Linked DNA regions of Capsicum annuum: region 2 is linked to region 1. Evidence: chromatin contacts called from public Hi-C data. All regions are on one chromosome and are shown on one strand. Each heading gives the region's core, a stretch centred on a gene start, on an enhancer-like site or on the middle of the called end of the contact. The rest is flanking DNA. Distances are from core to core; before and after follow the strand shown. Region 1 holds the start of LOC107878064 (ATP-dependent 6-phosphofructokinase 6). Region 2 holds the start of LOC107878060.

Evidence for each region. A called contact is a pair of places that touch in the nucleus more often than the background predicts.
Region 2: a contact with region 1 is called in a Hi-C map of leaf, with 2.7 times the contacts expected there. The contact joins the promoter of LOC107878060 here to the promoter of LOC107878064 in region 1. A contact is called at or near these places in 2 of 5 Hi-C or Micro-C datasets (leaf and placenta).

The regions. Positions count from the first base shown.
Region 1 is chr7:175,443,334-175,450,499 of UCD10Xv1.1, reverse strand. It overlaps LOC107878064 (ATP-dependent 6-phosphofructokinase 6), which reads left to right and starts at 5,160. Exons shown (of 13, transcript XM_016724932.2): 1 at 5,160-5,680; 2 at 6,523-6,569; 3 at 6,654-6,693; 4 at 7,061-7,123. The coding sequence starts at 5,489.
Region 2 is chr7:175,707,316-175,714,061 of UCD10Xv1.1, reverse strand. It overlaps LOC107878060, which reads left to right and starts at 3,586. Exons shown (of 11, transcript XM_016724930.2): 1 at 3,586-4,058; 2 at 4,662-4,770; 3 at 4,891-5,083; 4 at 5,788-5,924; 5 at 6,016-6,304; 6 at 6,439-6,545; 7 at 6,688-6,746. The coding sequence starts at 3,965.

The DNA.
Region 1 (7,166 bases), core at 3,911-6,410:
CTAAAAATCCTCCTATGGTTAACTCAGGGACTTAGATCAATAAAGAGGAGGGATTTTGCTTGAGTGGGGTAAAATTTAAGGTTTTATCGAGAATTCCATGTTAGAATTCACTAAAATGGAGTAAAAAACTCACATTCATACCTCCGTAGCAGCTGCTTAGCATCTAGGTATGCTAGATTTAATTGAGTAGTTTAGATCTAAGTTAAAAATCATAAGCATAACATAGATGATGGGAGATTTCATGCTTAGGCCTTCAGGTACGATGTTGTGATGGATAAAAAGGATGAAAAAATCAATTATTTGTGTGATAATTTGTTGATATTGAAATTGTCGAAGTAATTAATGTGATTGCTTTTGTTGTTGTTCATTCTTGCATAACTAGAAATAATATTGTACCCAAAACCTGGGTTAAGCCTAGTAAATGCCTAAATTAGAGGTAATTAATGTTGTTAGATTCCAAAGAATCCATGATAGTAACCAGAGGAATGAAAAATTGGCAAGGTATCAATATTAGAATGGACAGTTTGGGTGTATTTTGGCACGGATCATAGGTGCAAACTATAAGTGATGGTTTAATGTAGTTGAAGCTTAACTTGTTTTATGTGTGAATGATAATTGTTTCTTTGTATTTCTTGTTACCATGCATGTTCTAGGAAAATAAATGATTATTTGATATCCTATGTGTTAGTCGCATACAATGAACTTATATGAAAAGCTTGTTATTTTTTTAGAAATATTATTTATAGTATCATTGTGGTTGTGATTATTGTGATATATGTCATTATTATGGAATGTATTAGTATTTGGGCATCTTTACAAAATTTGTTTGGTATAAGTTTGGCAGACACTCGATGTTTGAGATTTGATATATGGGGAAGAGCTCATCCCCTACAAGTCATGGCTAGTGGGCGATCCAAAGGCCCTTAGCATGTATATACAAGGTACAAGTGAGTGTAATAGTTTCTTGAATAAATTAAGGATTATGTGTTTACTTGTTATATTAGTTCCGTGATTGAATTGGGTTATTGTGTACTTGTTATATATTTGGGTTATATTGGTTCCTTGAGTGAACTGGATTTAGGTGTTGATTGTTGTATTGGTTCCTTGAGTGAATCAGGTTTATATTTTTGCTTGTTGTATTTGGTTTTCTGGTGTAATCTGAGGTTCATGAAGTTGCCATAGTTATTGTAGAATGGATCCTTGAGTGGTTTGGGTCTAACTGTAAGGATGACATACTTGTATATTGTCTATTTACTTGTTAATTGAGACATAGTTGACAAATTATTTTAAGTCATAGTTTGTTGATTTGGAGTCTTGTTGGTAGCTTTGGTCTTAACTTGACTTATTGTCGAAGTTGATTTATATTGATTGAACTTTTTGGTATTGTTGGATAGAGTTAAGCATTATAAATTTGAATCAAAGCAACTTAGTAGGTTCACGGTTGTGCTTGTAGCATGTGTATGATCAGTGGTCTATTGATTATTGTAGTTGGGACCAATAAAGTGGGGTATTACTGTCTTGTTATTCAAATTGCTTAGCCGTAAAAAGAATCTAATGATAATAGGGTGTTAATGTATAACCGGATTGCTGGAATAGGGTAAGTGTTACGTGAGAGTCTTAAATGACGAATAGCTAAGGGTAAGAAACCCTGGGGGTTGAGTATTTTGAAACTCACAGGCAATTATGGATTAAGGTCTAACTTGGCTAGATAGTGATTAGGATTCACTAGGATAATGGAAAGTTGTTCTCAATGATAAGGCTATTAAAAGCCAAAGGTGTTATCGAATTATTATAATAAAAGATTTTATCTAAATAACTTTTAGGTTGTATTTTTATTTTTTTTTAGATATATATGTGGTGCTCATGTAATTTAATTCGGGTCGTCCGATGATGCTTAGCATATCTCCTCTTAGTAACTCTTGTACCTGTTCAGACTAGCTCCTCGGGAAAAGTTTTTAGTTATATCTAAAGTTTATTAAACTGATTGTACCGAATGAGGTATTTAATTATTTGTTAATTGACTTCCACATGTATTTTCAAAATGAATGGTAAGGGTTCTCCTATCTAAGTGGATTAGAGTAGATGCCGCATAATCCATTAGGTCATGACAAGGTTCCTCCACTTCACACGTCTAACATCAAACAATATACATATTCAAATAGAATGGTCGATAGTTTAAAAAATCAAACATGCAAACCATTGAAGAGTAGATGGATGTCATATCAAAGAAAATTAAAAACTAGCAATGCACCACATCACATATATACAATTGGATAATTATATTTAGAGTGTTGGGTTTGTACAGATTCTTCAAGAAATAAGATTTAAGTGTTGTAGTGAATGTGAAATAAAATCAAATTAAAGATTAGAAGGTATAAAATATTCATAATTATTTATGAAAAATTATTATTATATATTTAAATAATTATAAAATTTATGTATATAATTTTTTGGTTTGATTTGGTTAATTTCTTTCAGTTTTTTTTCACTAGAACCAAAATCAAAGAAAATATTATCGGTTGTTAAAATTTAAAATCAAACCAAATCAAACCAAATAAAATGTTGATTTTTTTAGTTGGTTTAGTTTGATTTACGGTTCGGTTTGGTTGGTTGAAAATCAAACCATGAACACCCCTACTTGGGTGTTTAATAGATACTTTTTGCGTCTCAAATTATCTATCGTTTTTCTTTAAGAATAATTAACTATGAAGGATTTTTAATTATTTTACTTGTTTTATATATATAAGCCATAATTTCTCTCCATTAAATGTTTTTTCATTTTATGCATCATCTCTATTAATGAGTAGACAATTGTAAAAATCAATTTATCCGCTTTCAACAAAAATGAGTAGAAAATCTAAATAGGCATCTTCAGAAGTAATAACACCACATAATTATGAATTTTGTGATCTTCAAGAAAACCTATACTTAAGATAAAATTAAAAAAAAAAAAGTTTAATCTTAAACTTTTAAAATGATATATAATTTGAGACAATCATTTAAAAATAAAAGTAAAACAAATAATATTAGACGGAGGGAGTAATAGCCTCGATAAAGGATTAAAAATGAAAATTTGTGGCGTGTGTTTGGCCAAGGGCAAATAACAAGTGGCAGTTAATTGCTCAATATTTTATATTATATTATAGGAGAGGGACCTTCAAATCAATTTTGAAAGCATTTTAGTCTTTTCACAAGAAAAAACTTCTTAAAGAATTTGTCCTTTATGTTATGTTAGTTGTACTTTACTAATAACTTTAAAAAAACTCACAATTTTTTATTTAATTACTGATCATGCCCTTAAAAAAATCCACCTTGTTCTCTTTATTTATAAGATTGCCCTCAACTTTTCATAGATTTAATTTAAATTTAAGTAATTTAATAATATAATAATTTTATCTTAATTAATTACAACTAAATATTTAAAGTAAATCAATTTAATTATTTTAATTGACTTTTATATTCAAAATTAATTTTTTTTACTTATTTATTTTTGTAAATTTAAATTTTAAAATTATTTTTTTCTTATATGGAAATACTAATATTTAAAATTAATTTTAAATTTTTAAAGTACAAATTAATAAATTTAATTTAATAAAATAAATTCTTAATGAATATTTTCTTAAGATTTGTGTTGGGTCAATATGTATCAAGTAAAAAAGAAATAAAGAAAAATATATAATAAAATTTTATTATTGTGAGAGATAAACATAATGCACTATCCAATAATGTTTAATAATATCATATTTTGTATATACAAAATATAGCATTTTAAATTTAAGTAATTTAAAAATATAATAATTTTATCTTAATTAATTGCAACTAAATATTTAAAGTAAATCAATTTTATTATTTTAATTGACTTTTATATTCAAACCTAATTTATTTTACTTATTTATTTTAGTAAATTTAAATTTTAAAATTATTTTTTTCTTATATAGAAATACTTATATTAAAATTTAACTTTAAATTTTTAAAGTACAAAATAAATAAATTTAATTTAATAAAATAAATTCCTAATGAATATTTTCTTAAGATTTGTGTTGGGTCAATATGTATCAAGTAAAAATAAATAAATACAAAAATATATAATAAAATTCTATTATTGTGAGAGATAAACATAATGCACTATCCAATAATGTTTAATAATATCATATTTTGTATATGTAAAATATAGCATCTCGTATTTAATTAATATACTAGTCCAGTGAGTTATCAATGATTACTATTGGATATGATAAAATTATGTTAATTTTTATAGGAGTAACATAATCAATCGCTCTTAATTAATTATTATGATTCATCTAGTTATTAAGAAAATAAATAATATTTAATAAAAAAATAACATAAACATAAAATGTGAAATTGACTTTTGATGTTTTAAATTAAATTGTCCTCCTTCAAACGATAATTTTACCATACCACCCCTTATTTTAAGTTATTTATGTATTAGAAAATTAAGAATAACAAAATGATATGTCAAACATAAAAAATTTGATTGGCTATCAAAATTATATTAGTGTCATATAAATTGGGATGGGACAGAGGAAGATATAAAGCAACATATATTATTTGAAAGTGAAATAAAAAGTACTGTAAATAAAAATAATTAAGAAAAATATTTAAAAAATTGATTGATTGCCAAAATTTTATTTGTGTCGCATAAATTGGGATAGAGAGGATATTCATATCTTATTGAAAAATTATGTAAGAAATATTATAAATCAAATAATTAATAATTTTAAAATTTTAAAAATATAAATATTTGGCTGGCTCTCGAAATTATATTATTATCACTTAAATTAAAATAGAAGAAAGGGTATAATAAATCATAATAATTAAAAATTTAAATTATTTTAATAGTTAGTTATCTAAATTTTATTTACATCACACTTAAAAAAAAAAAAAAAAATCTAGCGAGGGTCGTGCAAATCTAGTGGATCGAAATTAGAAAGACAAAAGAAGGCGTGCGGCTTGAAGATGCTAGTACAATTAATTCAATCAAACTAGTAATTTATTCGAAGTATGAGGTCATTATTGCAAATCTAGTGGATCGAAATTAGAAAGACAAAAGAAGGCGTGCGGCTTGACGATGCTAGTACAATTAATTCAATCAAACTAGTAATTTATTCGAAGTATGAGGTCATTATTAACCTCACGCAGTCCAAATTTGACAAGAATCAAGAATACGAGTATAGAATCTTCTATTTTCCAGAAGAATCAAAAAAGTAATTTCAGTCCTCTCATTTATTTTCCCTCTTTAATTTACCAACTTTTCGTGAACTCCTATCCAAAATACCCACGAGAAAATTCAATAAACGGTTGCCACATACCTATATCTTTTTAGAAAAGGCCACATGTATATGTATCTATAATATAATATATGTTGTTGACCATTTTTAGTTTAAAGAGCACAAAGGCTGCTCACTTTGATTAATTCAATTTTCAAGTTAGTTCATCTGAGATAAACGGTTTAACTAGATTTGCTTGAATGGGATCAGTTGATCATTGTTTAGCAGGAGTAACTGTGGGGTCTGGGCATAATATCAATAAGACAGCTGGTTTGAATATAATAAGTTCAATGCCTAATTTGCAGCACACGCAGAACAAGATCGTGATCGGTGATGATGGTTATGTTCTGGAGGATGTTCCTCATTTGTCTGATTACATTCCTAATCTTCCTGTATATTCTCTTTTCCTCTATTTATCTCGAATTTGTTTGAATGAGCTTATATTTTGTGACTTATTGCAAGTACATGTAGTAAGTTACTAACTATCACTTCAAATTTTTTTACTTATTTTGTTATTTGACTTGAGAAAAGTGTTTTAAAATATTTCTTTTATATTACTCAAATAGTACAGCTTAAAAAGTACCTAAAATAAGTCTATCCTTTCTGGTTCTTGATTATGTTTTGATGATTTTGACACAATAAAGCTGCTCTATTTCTTCTCGACTTGTTTCTTCTATTTTCCCATAATGAATGGATTAGAGTATTTATTTGTGAATCCTTATGTAGATTCAATTAACTAATTGTTATATAAGTTAGGTCTATGATGATTTGTTGCTTCATCACAATCCTCCATTTGATTTGCCCATGTGACAAAACTGGTAGGTTTGCGATATGATTGAATTATATTTGTGTACGATCAAGTTGATATTTCCCTTATATTTATTTATAAAAAAGCAATTGGTGGAAAGGAGGTAAAGATTTGTTCTTACCACTACATCTTTCTTCAATTAATTTAACGAAGCAAATCATTTTACTTCTCGATTACTTTAAGTGAGAAAGTTCAACTACACTTTCCTTTGTTGTTGATTTTTGTCTTTCTATACAAAAATACAACTTTTTTTGTATGTCTAGTCTAGTGGATCATAAGAGGAAAAAAATTGCCATATATACTTCCTTTGAACATGATTTTTGCTATAAGAGGCGTTTGTGTTTCCAATGCTTTCCATCCATGCTCTAAAAGGGATAAAGAGTCTCTATTTTGATCAAGTACTAAATACTTATCTCGTCATTGCAGACATATCCTAATCCATTGCAGGACAATCCTTCATATTCAGTTGTTAAGTAAGTCGCCTGATATTCTCCTTCACTTCTGGTTGCTTATTTAGAGGATCGCGCTTTATCAAACAAATTTTAACATTTTTCCAGGCAGTATTTTGTCAATGTGGATGATGCAGTTGCCCAAAAGGTCAGCTCTGTTTGAAATGAAAAATATTTGGGGATTACCTTCTAATCATTCGGAGAAGCACTTGATAGTGCTCGTGCTAATATGTTGTCCGGGTCACGGGGTAATATGCCTTGTAAGCAATATGCCTAGACTTTCGTAGTTTCGTCCAATAGACATGTTTATTTGTCTTAATAACAATGCCTATATCATTGGCGGGATTTGCTGCCTACTCCATATTCCTGTAAGAACATAGACAAAGATCATCTAAGATGTGCTGAAACATACTTAAATATTTTGAAGGAATAGTATGTATATGATATATCCTTTTAACAGAATCCTGGTTGGCCAAGGTTTTCTCCTGCTTACATGTTTGCCTACAAATTAACAGATTGTTGTCCACAAGAACAGTCCAAGGGGGAAACATTTTCGTCGAGCTGGTCCTCGCCAAAAAGTACGTAATTATCTAATGTAACTACAGCTTATTCAGCATCCAG
Region 2 (6,746 bases), core at 2,337-4,836, 270 kb before region 1:
TAATGGAAGTGACAAAGTAAAGTGAACCATCCAAAGTCCTTGTCTTCATTGAACCACATAAATCTGAATGTATCAGATCAAGCAACTTTGTCTTTCTTGAAGGAGAATGAGATTTAAAAGAAACTCTATTTTGTTTTCTAGCCAAACAGTGATCACATTTTTCTAATTTAGCAATTTCAAAATCTGATAGCAACTTCTTCTTGGCCAGAACATTAAGTTTTTTCTCGTTAATGTGGCTAAGACTCTTATGCCCAAATGTTAAAGAACTAGCCCTTTCAACTGCATTCACCATATTAGCACAAGTAGAAGTTGTATTCCAGTATATACCACAACGCTTGTCACCACGAGCCACAACCAAAGAACCCTTAATGAGTTTCCATTTTTCACTATCATTAGTACTAACATATCCCTTATTATCTAGCATGCCAAAAGAAATCAAGTGTAAGCGAACATCAAGTGCATGCTTTACATTATTTAAAACTAGTTTATATCCAGTATTAGTTTCTAAACAAATTTTACCAATACCAATCACTTTAGAATAGTCTCATTGCCCTTCTTCTCCCTTTCTCTTTCTTTTTTCTCCCTCTATGTAATCCTTTTCTCCTTCTCTACCTACTGCCACCATTTCTACCGCCGCACTCACTACTCAGGTATTGTTTTATGTACTCTTCATTTCTCGTTATGCACCATTCATTTTCATTTTATTTTATTTGAACTGAGATTCCTGAGAATCGACATATAAAAGTACTTTGAGTTTCTTTTCAATTTATAATTGTGTGAAAGAAATACCATGCTATACTACTATAAGTGTATAGGCTTTATGTATGGACCCAAAAATATTGTTTCTAGTTCAACTTATATATAGCATATTTACTAGAGGAATAAATTTCAGAAAAGCTTTATATAACCTGTTTCAGAATCTCATCGTCTTTTTTTTCTACAGTTTGCATCTATTAACAGAAAGAAAAGCAAACTGGACAATTCGCGAGAATTGTTTCAAATTTTGCATCAGAAAATTATTCATTCTGATGGCGTCATTTTAAACCGTATCGAATCCTGATGCTAACTCCAATCACTCGCGAGAATCCAAGCGTAAAAAAAGAAGAAAAATTGGAGATGCTGGTGAAATTGAGCTACTCATAAGCCTTGATCAATCAAGGTGGAGAAATGATAGCGAGCAATAGATCTACTCTTCCAAGCTTCTCCAGGCTCTCCATCATGTCCGTCGGATAGCAGTCAATATCTTTAAATTTGCCTCTGAATTTGCTTCTATAGTGTTCTTTATTTTGAGAATCATGATTCTTGTTTTTCCCCTAGTGCCAGTCACCAAGAGATCAGACGAAGAGAAACCTTGAGACTTTTGTCTTATCTCTTCATTAAGAACGCTGCTCTTGACAAAATTCATAGAGATCACGCCATCGGAAGCAAAATTTGATAATGAAGTTCTAAATGTTTCTCAATAGTTTGGTAGAGAATCAAGTAGAAGCAAGCCTTGAATTTCTTCATCAAATTTAATGCCCATAGCAAATAACTGATTCATGATCCCCTGAAAATTATTCAGGTGATCTGTCATCGGAGAATTATCATGATATTTTAACATCAACATTTGTTTTATCAAGAACATCTTATTATTTTCAGTCTTTTGAGCATACAAATTTTCAAGATGCTCCCATAGGGACCGAGCATGTATTTTCTCAGAAATATGGTTCAACACATTTTCGTCAATCTACTGCCAAATAAAATCGTAAACCTGTCTGTGCAACAGGTTTCACTCTTCATTGATTTTATTTTCAGGTTTTATAGTTTCAAAAATCAACTGATAAAAATTCTTGACATAGAGAAGATCTTCCATTTTTCCTTTCCAAAGCCATTTAAAGTAACCATTCTACTTGTGTTGGCTTTCATTGTTTATCAAAAAATATAAATATAGCAAACTATGAGCTCTGATACCAGCTTGTTGGGTAAACACAAAATAACAACAAAAATATTTGTGGCAAAATAATTAAAAAAATAAAAATAATGAAATCAAGAATTTTACGTGAAAACTCTTTTAAATAAAGAAAAAATCACGAAATAAGAGAAGCATCTAATAGTACTACAGTAATAAATTTTACACTGTAGTCACAGGTACAATACTCAAATAGACTACTACACACTCACAAGAAATAACCCTCTTTTGACTCCCATCATACTAAAATATCGCTCACTCTAATTTTTTTTTCAAGACTATTTTTTATCACAATCTATGGAATACCTTACTGCTTTCTATATATTATTTTCTCTCTGTTTGGTGTGAATTTTAAATTAGCCGAAGCTCTCAATTTATAGCAGAGAAATGTTATTTCTAATGTCATTGGTGACATAAATAAACGTTGCAATGTCAACAATTGCAACTAAGGAGATATTGATTGATTTCTCCCTGCCAAATATTTGAAAAAAACAAGCCAAAGGGAAGAAAATATTTTCCCTATATCATGGAATGCCATGAATAAATTTTTCAATAGCATTAATGAGGCTAAACCCCACAATATTTGACGGAGGTATTGTCGAACCATACACTTTGAAAAGTTAAATTAGAATGTATCATTTACAAGATTAAATGATGTCTTTATTAGAGAGAGAAAATACACGTTATATTCTTTTTTCTTAGCCAAATTTTGCCTCACTGAATTTTCTTGATAAAATTTTTAATGAGATAGTAAGCAATGTGTACTAAAATATATGTGTACTCTTTTTTTTTTACTAAGATTTTTTTTCACAAAATTTTTTCTTAATAAGATTTTAATAAGACACATTATTTATGGACATTTAAGAAAAAATGTTATGAAGTAATATTTATGTGGATGTTCATAACTCCCAAGAAGTTACTACAACTAATTCTTCTTCAAGCTGAATAGTTACTTATCCATTACTTTACGTACCATTATGAATATAACTCTCACATTCCTTAACCCACCCATGATCTTCCTTTTTAATGTTATGGTTAACCTTTCATATACCTTTATATGAGGATTATAAATAGAAGTATAATGGTTCATATTGTATACACTTAAAGCACTTGTAAATTTGATATTTAAAAAAATGACTCATCTCTTGTTTTCTCTCAATATTTTTTTGTCTATTGTTCATAGTATATATCTTTTTGCATAGTTTTAAAATAATATGAACTTGTTTTTCCTACTATTATTTTAAAAAAATCTTTTTTTCTCCTTATTAGAAAACTTATTTTTCTACTAAACATACTTCTCCGTTTCAAAATAATTGAATTGTTGAAATATGACACATATGTTACGAGAAAAAGAAAAAGGCATAAATTAGACATATTTTTTTATTTTTATCCTTTTCAAATTTCAAAACATTAATAATAATTATTGAAACACAACCTTGAAAATTTAATTAATAAATGGTAAAATTAGAAAAAATTTCAATATCTGTCTTGAATAACGAATAACTCAATTATTTTAAATATTAAAAAAAACTTTAATAATTTAATTATTTTGAAAGGGAGCGACAATTTTTCAAAAATTTTATGAATTATTTTGGAAGGGAGCGAGAATTTTTCAAAATTTTTATAGAATGATTTATCTTCTACTCCAAATACCCTAAGACAAAAAAACACAACACAGGGGAGCTTGATGATGTGCGTGAGTTCGTGATTCTTTGTGAAGTATCACGGCTTATGTATAGTCCCAGTATTCAACCTCCTTCAGACGGGAATCGAAGTGCCTAAAGTTCCGCCACGTGGCATCACTGCCACATTTTTCTGCCACGTTATGGCTCATAACGGCTCTGTTCTCTCATTTTCTGTGTTTCCAATTTCATTCTTTTATTCCTTTCCCCATATTCATCTTGATATTCTTTTTATTAATTTTGACATTGGTTCTTGATTTTGATCGTCCTGTCAACTTCATTGAAGCAGTAAACTGAAGCTTTTTAAAGTAGACGGCACTCAATTTATAACTTGATGGAAGTGCCAGTAGGGTTCTTAGCCAAGCTTTGGAGCTTTATTTCATTTCTTCCTTTCTTCTTCTTGCTCTTCCTCCTTGGCCTTCTCAAAGGTGCACTATACTATACTATTACTGTTTCTCTATCAATCGTTTTCTTTGCAGTGTCTTATTTTGATTGGTAAAAGCAAACACCCTTTTGGAAATTGTACCAAGAACCTTGGTTTGAGCAATTTTAAGACATTTGCACTATATTTGTACATATAACAAGGTACAAGTAAGTGCAGCATACTAAACTACTACTATTACTACTAGTATTACTAGCAGTATGTGCAGTGTATTTGTTCAGAGGCTAATCAAGGGTTTTTAACTTTTAAAGATTCAATCTTTAAGGTTCTAGCACTAAATTACCTTGTGAAATTTTGCAGAATTTAATATTTGTTGAAGTTTAATTGACTTTCCATACACAATATATCTTTTGCGTTGTCTGAAGATATTGGGCTCAATTGTAAGACTTACATGCATCTTTGCAGTATTAACTGAAATTATTTTTGACCATTACCACTTTACTCATTTTAAGCCTCTGGCTTTCTTTGTTTTCTTCATCTGGGCACGCTTTTGAAGTTTGACTAGCGACATTGACAAGATGGATGGGGATATATGTAAGAGCATATTAAATGTTGTGGATATTGACAAGTGTGATATTTGTCTGGACAGGGTTAGTAATTGGCCCCATTGTGACAGTCATCATAGCTGTTGGGAATTCAGCAGTTGTAATTGGACTATGGCCTGCACATTTTATCTGGACCTACTTCTGTGTAGCAAAGTATGTTGTTTTCCTGCCAATGCTCTTGTTATATGGGTTATAAAGTAGTACAGAATGTTGCCCAGTGTGTATCTGATACAGTACTCTGTTGGCTTTTGTGCTATTTGTTTCACATTTCAGAAGCAAAAAGCTTGGATGGGTTTTGAAGATATCGCTACTGGTTTCATTGCCAGTTCCTCTGATTCTTTGGCCCATATTAGCCATTATTGGGAGCGTCCTTGGTGGGATTGGGTATGGTTTTTTCGCTCCTTTGATTGCAACTTTTGAGGCTATTGGAGAGAATATCACTTGCAAGATCTACCACTGCTTTGCGGTGAGTCTCAGCGTCCATATGAACTGTGTTATCTGTTTATCAATGATAATTAGATGAATTGCTCTAAGCTCCCATACGAGACATCAGTATTGTAGTAAAAAAGTGGACATTTTATTTTCTTGATATGCTGAACATTTGTGGGCTTTTGTTTGCCAGATTAGTCATGATTCCTGCTTTATGTGGGCAGTTGATTGGCAAATATAAACTTCCAGGTCATATGATGGCGTAATTCATCTGTTTATTTAGTTTCTTCTGGATAAGCCCTTGCTCAAATAGTCTGCATTCATTAACTATGCCTCCAGAACATCCAAATGTTTTGAATTCATAGCACTGTCACTAGATGGCTGTGATGTTCAAGTTGGTCAAGTAGTTCTCTGCTTTTCTTCCTCAAATTGGAAGGGAGAAAAGATTCCTGCTTATAACCTTCATTCGTCTTACTTTTGTAGTCTTTTGCTTTTCCTTTGTGAATTTCTGTCAAGTTTTTTTATGCTTTTTATTGGCCAATTTTTGTAATTGATTACTTATTTATTGTTTTATAGTTAATTGTTTATTAAAAGATATAAAGATCTAGCTCTGCAATAGAATAATATGTGCATGAAATCTACTGATGGCTTAACTATGAACATCCCTGCAAGTTCTTTCTGTTTGTTCAAATGTAATCGTGTCTCTTACATGCCAAAGATCATAGTTGATAAAATTATCAGGATGGCTGTATTTCTACTATTAAAGGGAGCTGCACAGTAGTATGGGACTTTACAGACTTTTGCTTTCACTCTTACTTTTCTTATATGGACGAGCTTTCTGAGGAAATGGATCCAGATGAGAAACGAATAGAAGTGAAGTGAGTGATATCTGAACCTTCTTCTTAAAAGCATTGGACAAAGATGGTAGATTACAGTGTACTATATTTTCATTATCATGATCTGTCCTAGGCTGTCAAAGCTGCCAAGTTGCATTTTGGTTTCTCTGCTTGCAATTCCAGTGGATGTGCCCTTTATTACAGCTCTCGCTCTTTGGAAGAGTCCATTCATGCTCCTCAGGGGATGGAAGAGGCTACTAGAAGACTTAATTGGAAGGGAAGGCCCATTTCTGGAGACGGTTTGTGTTCCTTTTGCTGGCCTTGCAATCTTTTTGTGGCCTTTAGCTGTAGCTGGATTTGTGGTAGCATCCTTCTTTTCAAGTTTTGCTCTCGCACTTTACAGCGGGGTTGTGGTGCATCAGGTCTATTTTCTCTCCTCCCTCTACTTTCTCCGTTTTACTATGTAATCATATGAACCAGCTTTGAAGTTTGAGAGGCACTATGTCTCATTTAGCACGTTGTCTTATTCTAACTGAAGCGACAAGATTTTTGCTAGGAAGAGTCGTTTCAGCTGGGACTTGCGTACATCCTAGCTGCAGTTTCCATATATGACGAATACACAAATGACCTACTTGACATGAGAGAAGGGTCATGCTACACGAGGTATTGCCTGTATAGTATAGCTCGCCAACTTTCGTTCATTACATTATGATCTGAAAGAAACTGAGTCATTTATCAATGTTGTGTAACAACTTGATGATGCCATCAACGATGATGTTGATTCTCTGATTCTTCCGGCAGCCAGGCCTAAATATAGAAGAAATATGAGCTCCTCTGGAGGCCTTGACAGTAAGAGCTCAATTG